Linked DNA regions of Rattus norvegicus: regions 2 and 3 are each linked to region 1. Evidence: chromatin contacts called from public Hi-C data. All regions are on one chromosome and are shown on one strand. Each heading gives the region's core, a stretch centred on a gene start, on an enhancer-like site or on the middle of the called end of the contact. The rest is flanking DNA. Distances are from core to core; before and after follow the strand shown.

The links. Hi-C and Micro-C count contacts between places; a contact is called where the count stands out from the background.
Region 2: a Hi-C map of liver shows a contact between it and region 1, with 5 times the contacts expected there. The contact joins two enhancer-like sites. A contact is called at or near these places in 3 of 12 Hi-C or Micro-C datasets (kidney and liver).
Region 3: a contact with region 1 is called in a Hi-C map of liver, with 4 times the contacts expected there. The contact joins two enhancer-like sites. A contact is called at or near these places in 4 of 12 Hi-C or Micro-C datasets (the A7r5 cell line, the Rat2 cell line and liver).

Annotation. Positions count from the first base shown.
Region 1 is chr16:62,417,264-62,422,035 of GRCr8, forward strand. No RefSeq gene overlaps it. Among named protein-coding and RNA genes, the nearest start is that of Trmt9b, 76 kb to the right of the region's middle. Within about 2 kb of position 2,203, at least 12 of the 93 cell types and tissues checked have an H3K27ac peak or open chromatin away from gene starts, as enhancers often do. A contact at or near this core is called in liver, where this site is marked.
Region 2 is chr16:62,215,900-62,220,671 of GRCr8, forward strand. The region is part of intron 5 of Dlc1 (DLC1 Rho GTPase activating protein); the gene reads left to right. Among named protein-coding and RNA genes, the nearest start is that of Dlc1, 220 kb to the left of the region's middle. Within about 2 kb of position 2,827, at least 5 of the 93 cell types and tissues checked have an H3K27ac peak or open chromatin away from gene starts, as enhancers often do. A contact at or near this core is called in liver, where this site is marked.
Region 3 is chr16:62,277,873-62,282,644 of GRCr8, forward strand. All of the region lies in intron 5 of Dlc1 (DLC1 Rho GTPase activating protein), which reads left to right. Among named protein-coding and RNA genes, the nearest start is that of Trmt9b, 220 kb to the right of the region's middle. Within about 2 kb of position 2,504, at least 8 of the 93 cell types and tissues checked have an H3K27ac peak or open chromatin away from gene starts, as enhancers often do. A contact at or near this core is called in liver, where this site is marked.

The DNA.
Region 1 (4,772 bases), core at 953-3,452:
AAACAAAAGGGCAGGTGGCACACACCTCTAATCCCAACACTCCAGAGGCAGGCAGATCTCTGAGTTTGAAGCCAGTCTAGTCTGTAGAGTGAGTTCCAGAAGAGTCAGACGAAACAAAGAAATTCTGTCTTGAAAAAGAAAAATAAATACATAAATAAATAAATATTTTTTTTTAAAATGCACAAAATTCTACTCTTGAGTTTTAGGCACCCTCTGGGGTCTTGGAATGGATAAAAGGCAACTGACTGCTTTACGTTTAGACGCTTCTGTTGTCTTTGTTTAATGAGATCAGGTCTGCAGTAGCCTAGCTGACTTTGAACTTGCCATGTAGCAGAAGACAACCTTGAACTCCTGATCCTCCTGCCTCGTCCCCTCGAGGGCTGGCTGGGTTTACAGGCCTGGGTTTGTAATTTTCAGCTTTTAAGAGTATGGTGAGTTCTGAGATGGATATGTGTGTCTCTGTTAGTCTTATAAAGACTTCCAAATTGACCCCACTGCAAAAGAGGCACCAGGTCATTTTTTCCTTCCTCTCTTGAGGCCAAGCCCCTACTGTTGAGACAAAAGAGAAAATTAAACCAGGGGAGGGGTGGGAGGTGGGTGGGAAAATAGCCTACAGTTTCCAGCAGTGGTTCTCAGCCTTCCTAATGCTGCGACCCTTTAATACAGTTCCTAATGTTATGGTGACCCCAACCTTAAAATTATTTTTATTGCTATGCCATAACCATAATTTTTCTAGTTATGAATGTTAGTGTAAATATCTGATATATAGGACATATAATATATATATGACCCACAGGTTGAGAACAGCTGGTTTATGGGGTCTCCTATGCCATAAGCCATAGACTCTCACTTCCTCACTGAAAAGAAGATATATGAGACAATAGGTAACTCACCCTATTTTGTTTTAAGGGGCTGGAAACAGTCCTACCCTAAGCCTTGTCTTACCCCAAGGCTTCTATGTAGGGGTAGCTACTAGGAAAGGTCCCTTCAATGCCTCTCATGGGATCAAAATGTATCAAACGATAATTAGAACTATTAAGAGCAGTCGAGATTAAATGTGACTCTGAGTCAGAGTTAATTTGAAGAACTGCTGTAAAAGGCTGTTTCTCTGGGCTGGATAAGACAATGACGTCACAGTTACCAAGTTTCCTGCACAGTCAACAGGCCTCCCTTTAAACTTCTCGGATTCAAGTGCCCTTCCTTAGGAAAAGATCGCCGGTTGGTTTCTGTCTATTTTACCCTCGTGTGGTTTTGTCCTGGCATTCTTTGTGAATATGGGGCAGATTGTTAAATAGGAGCCAACAGCTGGAGTCAGACTTCCTGTGTGAAGGCCAGCGCAGCTCGTTTCCAGCCGGGCGTTTGATATGTTATCTGGGGCAACAGCGACTGGGCACTGCCGAGGCTTCAGAACGGCTCCCTTCAATTTCCTGTATATGTTTATAATGGTGGATGTGTGTGCACATGTACACGTGTGTGCAGAGAGTGGAGAGCGAGCGAGGGGAGGCTTCTGCATGCATTTCATTAGCCTCTGTGAAGGGGTTTCAGTTAGACATGTGCCTTATGGAAAAGAAAACAAAAAAGACACCAGTTAGCCACAGCGAGGGTTCCTCACACAGCTGCCACTAATGACCTAAGTAATTTTGGGCAAGTTATTTCATCTTCTGGCCCAGTTCTGTTTCTGTCGAGGCTCCTTCCGGTTCAGAATCTCTGGCTCAAAGGTTCACTTTCTGCTCCCTGCGACTTGCTGTTCTGAAATACGTGGTTCCCTCCCTTATGATATGATACCGTGTGAGTCCATGTGTTCTAAGCCCTCATAACTTCTTTTCGGTTAATTCTATATTATCCTCTTGCATGTTCTCCGTGAGCCTTTATTATCCAGGCCCCATTGTCTCTACACAAATATTACAAATGTCGGGCTTTATCTGCAAAGAAAAGTCCACAGTGTGTTTGCTTCCTGTTTTGTTCCTGGAGCTTCTAGAGTTTGGAGATTGGGTTTCGTCCTGACAAAGGTTGACCAGAGTCGCTGGGCTGGCTGTCACTTCTCCAGTTCTGTTCTGTTCTTATTAAATTCAATTAGGTCTAAATGTGCCAAATGGCATTTTTTTTTAAATTCATCTGTGTCTGTATCTGAGTATGAACATTTAAAATGGAACCACATAGGAAACTTGTTTTACAGTCTTGGTTGTCCCACGCTGATGGCTTCCTCGGGTTCTCCACAAGTGGGTTTAGCGCCATCTAGCGACTCAAGGGCTAAAGCTTTACTGCTTGGTTGACTGTATTTGAAAATTTGCTGACTGAAACAAGCTAAAACCGGAGGAAGCCTTGCACCTAGCTCTCCTGTTCTCCAGGAGGGTCGAATTTATTACTGACCCCAACAAATTTTTGTAACCTACAGAATCCCCGAACCACGAAAAGCGTTTGGTTTTTAATCTTTCTTCCTTCCTTCCTTCCTTCCTTCCTTCCTTCCTTCCTTCCTTCCTTTCTTTCTCTCTTTCTTTCTTTTTTTTAGTTATTCATTTTACATCCTGTTCACTGTCCTCCTCCTGGTCACCTCCCCCAATCCTTTTCTCCCTCCCCTTCTCCTCTGAGCTGCCCCCCCCCCCTCCCCGATATCCCTTCACCTGGCACTTCAAGTCTATGGGAGGCTAGGCGCTTCTCTCCCACTGGGGCCAGACAAGGCATAGCTAGAAGAACATATCCCACAGGGAACAGCTTTTGGGCTAGCCCCCATTCCAGTTGTTCAGGACCCACATGAAAACCAAGCTGCACATCTGCTACGTATGAGCCGGAAGGCCTAGTGCTAGCCTGTGTATGTTCTTTGTTGGTGGTTCCGTCTCTGAGAGCCCCGAGGGTCCAGGTTAGTTGACTCTGTTGGTCTTCTTGTAGAGTTCCTATCCCCTTAGGGTCCACAATCCTTCTTCCTCCTATTCTTCCATACCAGTCCCCAGGCTCCATCCACTGTTTGACTGTGATTGTCTGTATCTGTATGAGTCAGTTGGTCTGTGGAGCCCCTCAGAGGACAGTTGTCCTAGAATCCTGTCTGCAAGCGTAACAGAGTATCATGTTGATCAGAGTCGCCGGACTGACTGTCACTTCTCCAGTAATCATGTCAGGGATTGGTCCTTGCCTATGGAATGGGTCTCAAGTTGGGCCGGTTATTGGATGGCCATTCCCTTAGACTCTGCTCCATCCCCTGTCCCTGCATTTCTCCCTCTCTCTCTTTTAAAGATTTATTTATTTATTTATTTATTTATTTATTTATTTATTTTATGTATATGAGTACACTGTCACTGACTTCAGACACACCAGAACGGGACATCAGATCTCATTACAGATGGTTGTGAGCCACCATGTGGTTGCTGGGAACTGAACTCAGGACCTCTGGAAGAGCAGCCAGTGCTGTTAACAGCTGAGCCATCTCTCCAGCCCTCCTCCCCCCCCCCCCCCCCCCCGCATTTCTTTTAGACAGGATAAGTTTTGGGTTGAGAGTTTTGTGGGTGGGTTGGTTTCCGTATCGCTCCACCGGGGTCCCTGCCTGTTTCTAATTTTTCCGTGTGACTTTTGTGTTCTTCGTGTAGGACGTCTGTTGGTAATTATGCTCCTGGGTAAGAACATGGGGGGAGTTGTTTACTTTCTGATCAGCCTCAATTTTTCTGTTTGCTTTTTCTGCTTTTTTAGGTCTAAATATTTCCAAGAAACCTTCTCAACTTTTACAAAAACCTTCTGCCAGTCCCAGCTGTGATTTACAATACCAATTGTACCCCTCTCAAACATGTGTGACTTTCTACGCTCCAAGAGCTCAGCGTTCCCCGGTGTAAACGCACATTGGGCGTTGAGATGTTTTTGACAGGTCTTTTCGGTTTGGTGATATTTAAGTTTTTATTTAATATTTTTAAAAACCTCAGGCTCATAAAACTCCACAAGATAAATACTGTGACAATTTACTCGCCTCTCCATGTTTACAAATTGGGAAAGATGATAATGGAAAACAAACTCGACCTAGGCTAATGGCATTAGATTAGTCAGAACGCCATTTACAGTGTACATGTTGCAAACCAAAGCGGAAGGTATTCAAGCACCAGGAGAGGACATATCTGTCTATGTGTCATGTGCGCAGAAAGCTGCTGGCAAGTATTAGGGAAGGTGTTGTTGCTATTTGTTTATTATTATTATTATTATTATTATTATTACATTTTAGGTCTGGACTCATAGGTCTACAAATAAATTGCCTAACACACAAAGATAAAGACCTGAGTTCAATTCTCCAGAGCCCACATTAAAAGCCATGTGTGGTGGTGGATGCATTAAAAGCCATGCAAGGTGGCCTGAGAATTAAAAACCTTAGTTCTGGAGAGCAGAGAACAGGCAGATCCCCAGGGGTCACCCCTCAGCCTAGACTGCTTGGCAAGATTCAGGACAATGAGGGACCTTGTCTCACAAAACAAATGTACAGTAACTGAGGAGTGACACCCAAGGCTGGCATATATATATATATATATATATATATATATATATATATACATATATATGTATATATATAATATGTATGTATATGTATATGTATATGTATATGTGTATGTGTATGTGTATGTGTATGTGTATGTGTATGTGTATGTGTATGTGTATGTGTATGTGTATGTGTATGTGTATGTATATATGTGGCTGCCCACAGTTATGGGTGCATATACAAGTCATATGTACTTACAGAAACATGTATACACATTAAGAGAAAAAATTTGACATTTTTCAGAGATCTATCCAGAAGTAATCCT
Region 2 (4,772 bases), core at 1,577-4,076, 200 kb before region 1:
AACTATAGGAGGGAGGACACCTCATCTACATTCATGGTTGTGGAATGGTTTAGCCAAAGAGAGCTTAAGAAACTCAGTGTATGATTTCCTTTCCTGTCCAGCTTCCTGAATCCTTCGAATCTATCCACACACTGTAAACTAAAAAACTTTTAGTCTCGGTTTGATGCTTTCTGTGGTCTTCAGAAGTTGCCAGTAACTTTGCCGGACAGGAGCTCCTGACCCAGTGAGGTACCAAGGGTTGTCGCTCCCATGAAGAGCACCCATAAACATCAACTTCTCGCACTGGGATGTCAAGTTCTCATAGCGAGCTGACTGCCGCGTGCTGTGTATTTGACACAATTCCACAATCCAGTTAAGGCAACTCTAAAGAAAATTTAAAAAGACAAAAATTGAAGGTAGAAAGAGTGGGAAAAAAAACTGAAAGTAAGACAAATCCAGATTTTGCCTATATGGTTAGTTTGTTTAGCATGGAAAGAGAAATTGATAAATTGAAAGGAAATTAGTCCTATTCTTTTAAAAGATTTAATAAAGTGACATAGACACACAATATAAAACCATATAGATTGGGAAAAAGGAATGCAGTGTCCCTATTAAAGATGTAATATCTTAATCTCTGATGGGGGAGGGTTAGAATCTAAGTGTCTCAAATATTGAGATACAAGGCAGAGTGGCATTTCCCCAGCTAAGCACCTTGGGAAGAAAAGAGGTTAATTGACTATAAAGTGAGAAAGTTTAGACAAATTACAATCTAGATGAGCTTCAGTTGACACAGAGCAAACCGTTTAAGTCTGTGCATCGAATTGGATCCCCTGGGTATTGTATTGTATGTTTATGCTCTTATGTCTTTGGGGGAATAGATGTCTGTGTTTCAAATGACCGGGTCTGTAATAAGCCAGCATCGTGTAAGTGTCTGGTCTGCTTTGCAGGATACTTGTTCTCAAGGATCCTGGCCCCGTTCCAATGCAGGGCAACCACAAACATTGACTGTGTGAACTGCTTTGTCCTCCCTCGGTTCACAGCGAAAAGCAAGTAAGGGCACATGGAATGCCTTTTATCCCGGAGTGAGGTACACCTCAAAATATGCAGTAAACAAAGACAGCTCCACTCTAGAATTCTAAAGAGAGACAGCCATTGGGGATGCTTCTCGAGCCACTGCGGTGTGAGTGTATAGCCGCAGAGCTTTCTATTCTGATAAAGGGAGAATGAGTGGGTTGAGCGTCATGGCCGGCCATCTTTGAAGAGAGAAGATGTTAATAGAGACTGAGGTTGCAGCTGAGCCTTAGCCTGCCTGCGTGAAGACTGTGCTTCTTCAAAGCTCACATGAACTCAGAGTCTGAAGCAGCAAACACAGGGCCTACACAGGTCTGCGCCCAGTCCTCTGACTATACGTTATAGCTTTTTGCTCAGTGTTTCTTAGGGGACTCCTGAGGGTCTCTGATTCTCATGTCTCCCCTTGGGGCTCTTTTCCTTTGGTCAGTTTGCCTTGTCCAGCTCTGATGTGGTGGTTGTCATTTCATCCTATTCCATTTTAGTTTGTCCTGTTTGGGGGTTTCCCCTGAGAAGCCTGTTCTTTTCTAACGATAGACAGAAAGGTCTAGATGAAGAAGAGGTGGGAAGTAATGGGAGGAGTAGAGGTAGGGCAAACTAATCAGAATATATTGTATGAGAAAAAAATATCTTTAATAAAAGGGAGACTTAAAATAAAAAGATTGTGGCTCTGGCACTGAATATCGCTGGACAAAGCAGTGTGTTCCTCACCCACGCAAGGGGGCTGCCAGCAGTGCCCGCATCATAACACACAATTAGGAGGTGAGTGAGCCTCAGTGGGACATGTTCAGAAGAGTCATTGGCATACTGAGAAAGCACAGCCTCCTTTTGGGGAGTAGCACCCCCCACTTGCCTTTCCTTTACAGCCTACTTCCTGAGGGGCTTCACGCACTGTCACTATGGTCTACCTGGGGCTAGAGAGCAGAAGTAGCTGAACCAATTGCAACACCAAACAAGGAAAAAGAAATCAGTAGCGTGTGACTTTATGCTGTGCACCTCCACAGAGCAGCAGTGGAAGACCTAAAGCAAGTGATGGTCCTTTGAGCAGACCTTTGTGAACGGCCAGAGGAAGTCGAGAGAATAACTGTTTCTGCACACTGATGAGGAAGTCAGCCTTGCATGTCCGCTTGTCATACTAGATAGGCAATCTCTGGACATCTCCCTAGGCGAGCTGGGACCTGCTTTGGACACTGCTGGGACCTGCTTTGGACTCTGCTGGATGGGTGGAACTGAGCATGGCAAAGAGCAGCAGTGGCAGCTGCCTTACAGCTTCCAGCATGCGGCTCCGCTCTGGTGTGGGGCAAGCGTGCTAAATGTCAAGGCTCGCACGTGGCAAGGGGGGGTGCTGCCCTGCATACGTCATTCTGTAGAGCAAAGCAGCCAAAACTCTCCTATTTATTTAAAGTGGTACAAATGGCTGGCACTCTCACGTACCAAAGGTCTCTGTAATCAGAAGAACTAGATGTCTACACCTCGGTAGGAAGGACAGATGTTACTGATTAAGGAGACTATATAGCAAAAGCTGGCTTTCAGAGCTCCCTGCTCCAGAAGAATGATTTAGGGGAAGATCGAGATTGAACATAAATATTGTTCAATTTGTGGTTCAGTCCCTGACTTACTTTTTAAAGTAATCTGTCCTTCTCAAAGAGGGAGTACCCACGGCCCACATGATCCATGCTGGAGCCATGTGTCACAATGAAGACCTGGACTGATTGATCAGTACTATTCTCTGTGAGTCTTCAGTAAACACAGATCTCTCCAAGTGTTTGCCTGGAATTAATGATGAAGAGCCATGGCCGGAGTACTCCCGCCCCATTGTAATCAGACTCGAGGTAACGGTACCACTGTTCCTCTTCTCAGCTGAAGAGTTAGTGCTAGATCTCCTGTGACTGTGATTGGAAGGTGGACGCTGCCAGCAGGTGACTGCCATCATTTGCAGACATTGTACACGGATGCCTAGTAGGAGCCAGAGTCTGTGCTAAATGCATTGCATGGTAAATGGTGGGAGCCAGAGTCTAGAGAAATTTTCTCATCTTGTCTTCAAAATCATCCTGAGAAGTAAATACTACTAGTTTTAGTCTCCTTTAAATTAAAGGATTCAGGGAAACGTGTTAGAAAAGAAGCATTAATGAGTTTCAGAGACACAATCCAGAAGCTTCCAAACCTGTCAGTTACCTTAAGGCCATTTTACAAAGATTTATCATGTATTATATAACGGACACTGTACTGGACACTGACACACAAAAGACAGGCAGAATCCATGCCTACCTGTCATAGGTACGATATCTGAATGCTACCTATGGAGTGAAGTAAGCCCCATTTACTCAAGAAGAATTGCAGATTCCAAGCTCTCAGAGATAGATGACACGCATCCCTGATTGTATCTTTAACTGGCCACTGTCAGGGATGTGGGAGAAGGCACATTGGTAAGGGGTAGCATCAGCAAGGTGTCATGCAGCTTTGAAAACCATGCTCTCACCTGTAGCATTCATAATACGAGCTGCACCTTGGAGACCACAAATTAGGGGGAAAAGTGTTAGGAGGACGGTCTGGGGCCAGGCTCTGCAGTGGTTGGTCCTGGAAAACAGCCTGGGACAACAAGGAAATGAAAACAGAACAGACAGCACAAAAGGAAAAGCTGGGAGACGGTGAACCTAGACACTGGTTCTGGAAACTTAGCTGGTTAGAAATCTATTATTATATATATCTGGTTGGAGGGCTGAGTTTATTAGATACAGGTGAAAGTGGAGGTGGTTTTAGCTAATCTCAGTAGGGGGGTAGAGTAGACGCTGTGGTTGATAGTTCCTACAGACACACTCAATGTTAACACCCTGGGCCTGAGGAAGGCTTCGCCTTTCATAGGTCTGAGGCATCAGGGTCCTTGTTGTAGCTGTGTACATTATCAACAGTATGCACTCACTAAGGACTCCATCCACTCCAGACACATTCGCTCACTGCTTCCTCCACTCCCCAGCCCAGCATAAACATAAAGGTTAAATAATTCCACTGCTCTATGGGTCCCTTTTGGGCCAGACTCCTTCCTGAGCACAGCGTTGCTGATAGAGATGAATAAATACGAGATTTATCTGGTTCATCCCCAAAACCCAGAGAAGTCCTCTCAACAGTTCCAGGTCAGGCCTAGTAGTATATCTTTCCTAGTAGCTGGCATTTTTCCTTTTTGTGGGACCAAAAGACTTCTTCCCGAATGCTAGATCATATTTTTTGTCTCTTTTTCTTTTTTCTGTTTAAGGAGATGTTGACCACTTTTTCCAAGTTAAGCGAACAAAATGCAAACTACATCACCATCTAAACCAGGAGGCTGTTGGCTGGTTTAGAAATCAGGGTGAACTAAAATTAGAAGTTATGCTTTTTAATATTTTAGTTTTCATACACAACTACATTCAGGCTTCAGCACACATGAGCTATGGGATGAAAGCAGGTTGTCCTGAGAGATTTTGGAGCCCACAGAATTTCTAAAAGGTCCAAAGTGAAGGTCGAGACTCTTTTTTTTTTTTTTTTTTTTTTTTTTTGGCCTGATAATAACTTCCAGAGTACATTTGTGATTGGAATTTTTTAAGAAAAAAGAAAAAGAGTGCTAAATGTAATATACTTAAAATGTGGCGTTATTTTGCTTAATGCTTTCTGGTTGTGGTGTTTGCTCCTTGCTTCTATTGTTGTCCACATGACCAAATTTAAAGTCACTGAGGAAGAGTCTCAATGAGACT
Region 3 (4,772 bases), core at 1,254-3,753, 140 kb before region 1:
CATGCTTTGAATATAGTAATCGTATATCCATGTTTTGGGACTTTTATTGATCCTTTTAGGGCAGAGTAGAGGACAGACATTTTGGCAAATATAGGTAGACTGTCAGCACATCAACAATTCAGATGCAAAGAGGGATACCAGCAACGTCTTGTTCTTCATCGTCTTATCCTTTAGCTAAGCTCCAAGTGAGATGCATCTGCCACTTGTCTCAGCTTGACTGTAAGGGACCTGAAGCTCACCTGCAAGCCAGTGGATGACCAAAAAGCTCTGCTGGCTTGTCCAGGGCCTCAGTCTTCCCTAACAGATTTGGTTCTCGTGAGCGCACGGTGCCATGCGGGAGGCAGCGCAAACCAGCGCTTGACCCGCTTAAATTAAGTGTTTGAAAAGTTTGGTTTCACCCTTCTATTGTCAAAACATCGAACATCAGAAAACAGAAGCTAATCCTATTCTCTCCAGTGGACCATAATGCAGTCACTGTTCACAGACCATCTTCCCAAGACCCCCTACCTTAGAGTAAGTAATAGGCATCCTCAGAAAGACAAAGGCTTGACACCAGCCAACTGCAGACTGCCATTAACTTCATTTCCCAGTCTAAAATTAGAATTTGCGATGCAGATTTTTTTTGGCGGAGGGGATTTGGGATCTCTCTCCCCTCTGGCCTCTGCCCACCCAATCTTGCCATCTGGTCTATAACCGTTTCGGCGGAACATGTGATTACAAATGGCTCTGCTTCGAGACTGGCTGGGTTCAGGCAACACGATCAAGAAGGTGTTAAGAAACAAGCCAATTAGGATGCCGGTTTATAGTTACAGTGCAAAAATACAAGACAGGTGCTTCTATTACTAACTGATGTGGAAAGCCTTCTCTCCCCTTAGTCATCTGCAAAGTCAACGGAGGAATCTGACCACAGGCATTCTCATAAAAAGTTAAAAACAGTTCTCCGGCCGAGTTAATAAAGGAATGGAACGGTTCAGAATTTCCAGCCAGAGTGCGACAGGTAATTGGTGAGATCGGCAAAATACCGAGCAACTCTTTAAAAAGGAGGTCATGTTTTCAGATCATTAAAGCACAGCGTTTTATTTGCTGGTGATTTATTTTATTTGTAACATACCCTGCTCATAATGAAACGAAATAGCTATGACTTGAGCTCCATAAAATACTTTACTGCTTCTAAAACCTGTGAGCGTACGTGCGTCTGTATGTGTTTGGAACGTGTAAAAGAGTTAAAAATCACCCTGAGATGGTCTATAATTATTTATTTCTAGGTTTAAAAGTTAGGTTGTTTTTTTTTTTCTCTCTCTCTCTCTCTCCTTTAAACTCTGGAATTTGAGCTTTGCCTATCAGAGCTTATCAACAGAAAGCTAATGCTAACTTGAAAGTCTACAGGAAACAGTGTGTTTAACCTTCACCTGGTTTGAAGTTCTCCTTACCTTGACCCACAAATAACTGAAAGTGAATAGATCTGGAAGTCAGCTACTCTTGTCCGGGCCAGTGCTGCCCCCAGCTTCTTAATGGTCAGTGAGTACAGCCTGAAAACCTGGTGCATCAATGGCTGTGGAGGGAACCTTAGGGGATTAATAGGCTGAATGAGTCCTGGAACATCTCTCCCTTGACAGTGAGATTCTCCTTTTTTTTTTTTTTTTTTTTTGGTTCTTTTTTTTTTGGAGCTGGGGACCGAACCCAGGGCCTTGCACTTCCTAGGTAAGCGCTCTACCACTGAGCTAAATCCCCAGCCCTGAGATTCTCCTTAATCAGAGACGTTTCTACTGCGCATTTTAAAGAACTTTTTTGTTTAAGATTTATTTATTATATGTAAGTACACTATAGCTGTCTTCAGACACACCAGAAGAGGGCATCTGATCTCATTACAGATGGTTGTGAGCCACCATGTGGTTGCTGGGATTTGAACTCAGGACCTCTGGAAGAGCAGACAGTGCTCTTAACCACTGAGCACTCTCCAGCCCTCTATTGCGCATTTTTGTCTCCACAACAAAACTGTGATCGTAACAGTTCTGTCGACCCAATGCACATCAAAGATCCAAGAAGCACTAATGTTATGGCTGTACACAAGGGTCCTACAGATGCTCCCCAAAGCAACAGCAGCCGTGAAGGTGACTCTGAACTCCTCTTGTGAAGAGATTAGACTGACAATCAATATAAACTACAAACCTGCTTTCTTACCATGTTATTTTCTATCCATTTTATTTTGTTGTGCCAAAAAACAAAACAAAACAACAATAAAAAACAAACAAAAAAAACCATTTCGCTTAAGGAACACGATAGAAGTCCTATCACAAAGCTATTTTTAAAGGAATTTCCTCTCTGTCCATAACTCTGAACCTTTGTCTTAAAAAGTAGGAGCCTGTGTTTATAACTAAGTATAGAGGAAGGGAAAGATATTCTTAGAATAAAGTTGGCAAGAAGAGAAGATGTGACACCCATCGACCCTATCAAGCTGTGTTAGTACAGACTCGGCGTGCTTGTCCTGGACACAGGTCCTGTTTGTCTGTTTCAGTTTCTTCATGCTCGCGGACTATAGGATCTCTAGTATTCATTGCCCTCTCGCTGCCACAGAATACCTAAGAGAAGCGCTTTAAAGGAAGGCAGATTTACTCTGGTTCTTAGTTTTAGAGATTTCGATCTAGCAGGGAGGAAGAGGATGGCGGCGGAGACAGAGACAGAAGCAGTCAGAGGCAGAAAGTCTTGAGGAAGCAGGGAGAGAAGGGGAAGAAGGGTCAGGAGGGGAGCAGAAGGGAGAAGAGGGAGGAGAGGGGAGGGGAGGAGAAGGGAAGGTGAGAGGAGACAAGAGGAAATAGAGGGGAAGGGAAAGGGGGGGAAGAGGAAAAGGCTGGTAGACTGGTACAACCTAAAGCCACGCCCTCAGCTACCTATTTCCTTCAGCAAGGCCCAGCTCCCAACGTTTTCAAAACTTCTTAAAATATCACTGGCTTCTGAGGACCAAAACTCTGATACAGCAGCCTTTGGAAAGCCTGTTATGTTTTATAAAAAGAGAGCCTGGATACGTTTTGTAGGGTACGGTGAGGTGGGAGGGGTGCCTTCTCGGACCCATGCTGAGGCAGTCCTTCCCCCAAGATATAGACTAGAATAGAGTTTACAGAGAATAGGGTATAATATAAAATAGGGTTATTTGGGACATGGGAAGGGGAGTTGAGAAGTAGAGGCAGAGAAGGACAGGGGTGGGAAGGTGGGGGAGCGAATAAGGAGTGGGGTCAAACAGCCCCTTTTATAGCAAGCCAGGCCTACCTGGCTGTTGCCAGGAAACTGTTGGGTGGAGCCTAGAGGTAATGTGAACAGAACTGCTTCAGACGCATATGCAAATGTTACCTCCAGAGAGGGCCTAGGTTAGACAACGTAGAGCCCAGAGACAGTAGTAGGAGCCCAGACACTTGTCACATGTGCTCCCTTTTCCTCTTCTCAATATCCAACTGAAATTCTCCGTTCGCCATTCCTGCTGAACTATACCTATATTGTTTCAGGAAAAGAAAAAAGAAAAGAAACCATCGCAATAAACTATTCAGAAAAACTACTAGGCCCTGTGTTTATTGACATTTGGTATGAGTTCCCGTTAATATCTTACAACATAAAATAAAGGCTTTTAAAAACAATGAAGTAGTTTACAGTAAGCAAATGCATCGTATGTGCTACAGAATCTGTCTTATCTTAAGGAAGGGCAAGTGGAGGCACGGTGTGTGTGAAGTGACTGTCCCAAAGGAGGCCGCTGTGGACTGGTATTGTTGGAAGATTAATGAACATTGAAATCTCTACCTCGCCTTGAAAAGGAGCGCAAAGAAATGAGCAAAGTGCTTCCCTGTGGATAGTTGTAAACTCATTGTGTGGGAAGTGAAGTAAACATTGAATGTGGAGAACAGGGACCAGGTCACATGGCCCCAGCAGCCAAGCGTTTTACATCCCGCATCCAAAGCGGTGGTTCTCGGCTTTCCTAACACCACGACCTTTTAACTCAGATCCTCATGTGGTGATGACTCCCTGACCATAAGATTATTTCCATTGCTACTTCGTAACTGTAATTTTGCTACTGTCACAAATCATAATGTAAGTATGTGTTTTCCAGTGGCCTTAGGTGACCCCCATAAAAGGGGTCTAGATGCGCAGGTTGAGGACGACTGATCCAAAGTGACTCTATTAGAACAGAAAACAACGAGGGGGAGGGATGGAGTCCAAATGTCTCCGTGATGGAAATTGATTTTCTTCTTAATCATTAAACTGCAGTGGTTTTCCAAATAATTAAACTAGGGACTGTGGGTTTGAGTTTAAAATATTATAATTTACAAACTCCTCTTCTTTGACCCATCTTCAACCATTCTTTATGGTTCTTGTTGTTAAACATTAACTTCTTCAACCTGCCTTCCTAATAAACCAGCTCTTGCTTTATGGTCAGAAAGTATAGAACGGTTATAAGTGCAAGCTTATACTTGGTTTTGTACTCGTGGACTTTATAAACTAACGAAATCGTTCAATCTTCATTATGATGTGAAGAATATCTTTAATATAGAAGTTCGACACACATCATCATTTAGAATTTTAGATTTTCATCCCGAAGCTATTTCAAAAGAAAGCACTTGCTTTGAGCATTCTGAAAATAAAATTCCAAGTAGCTCGCCAAACCTTGGATGTAGTCCCAAATAAATCAAAAACAGGTTGCTGGGTTATACACATACACACACACACACACACACACACACACACACACACACACACACACATCTCTCTCTATCTCTCTCTCTCTCCCT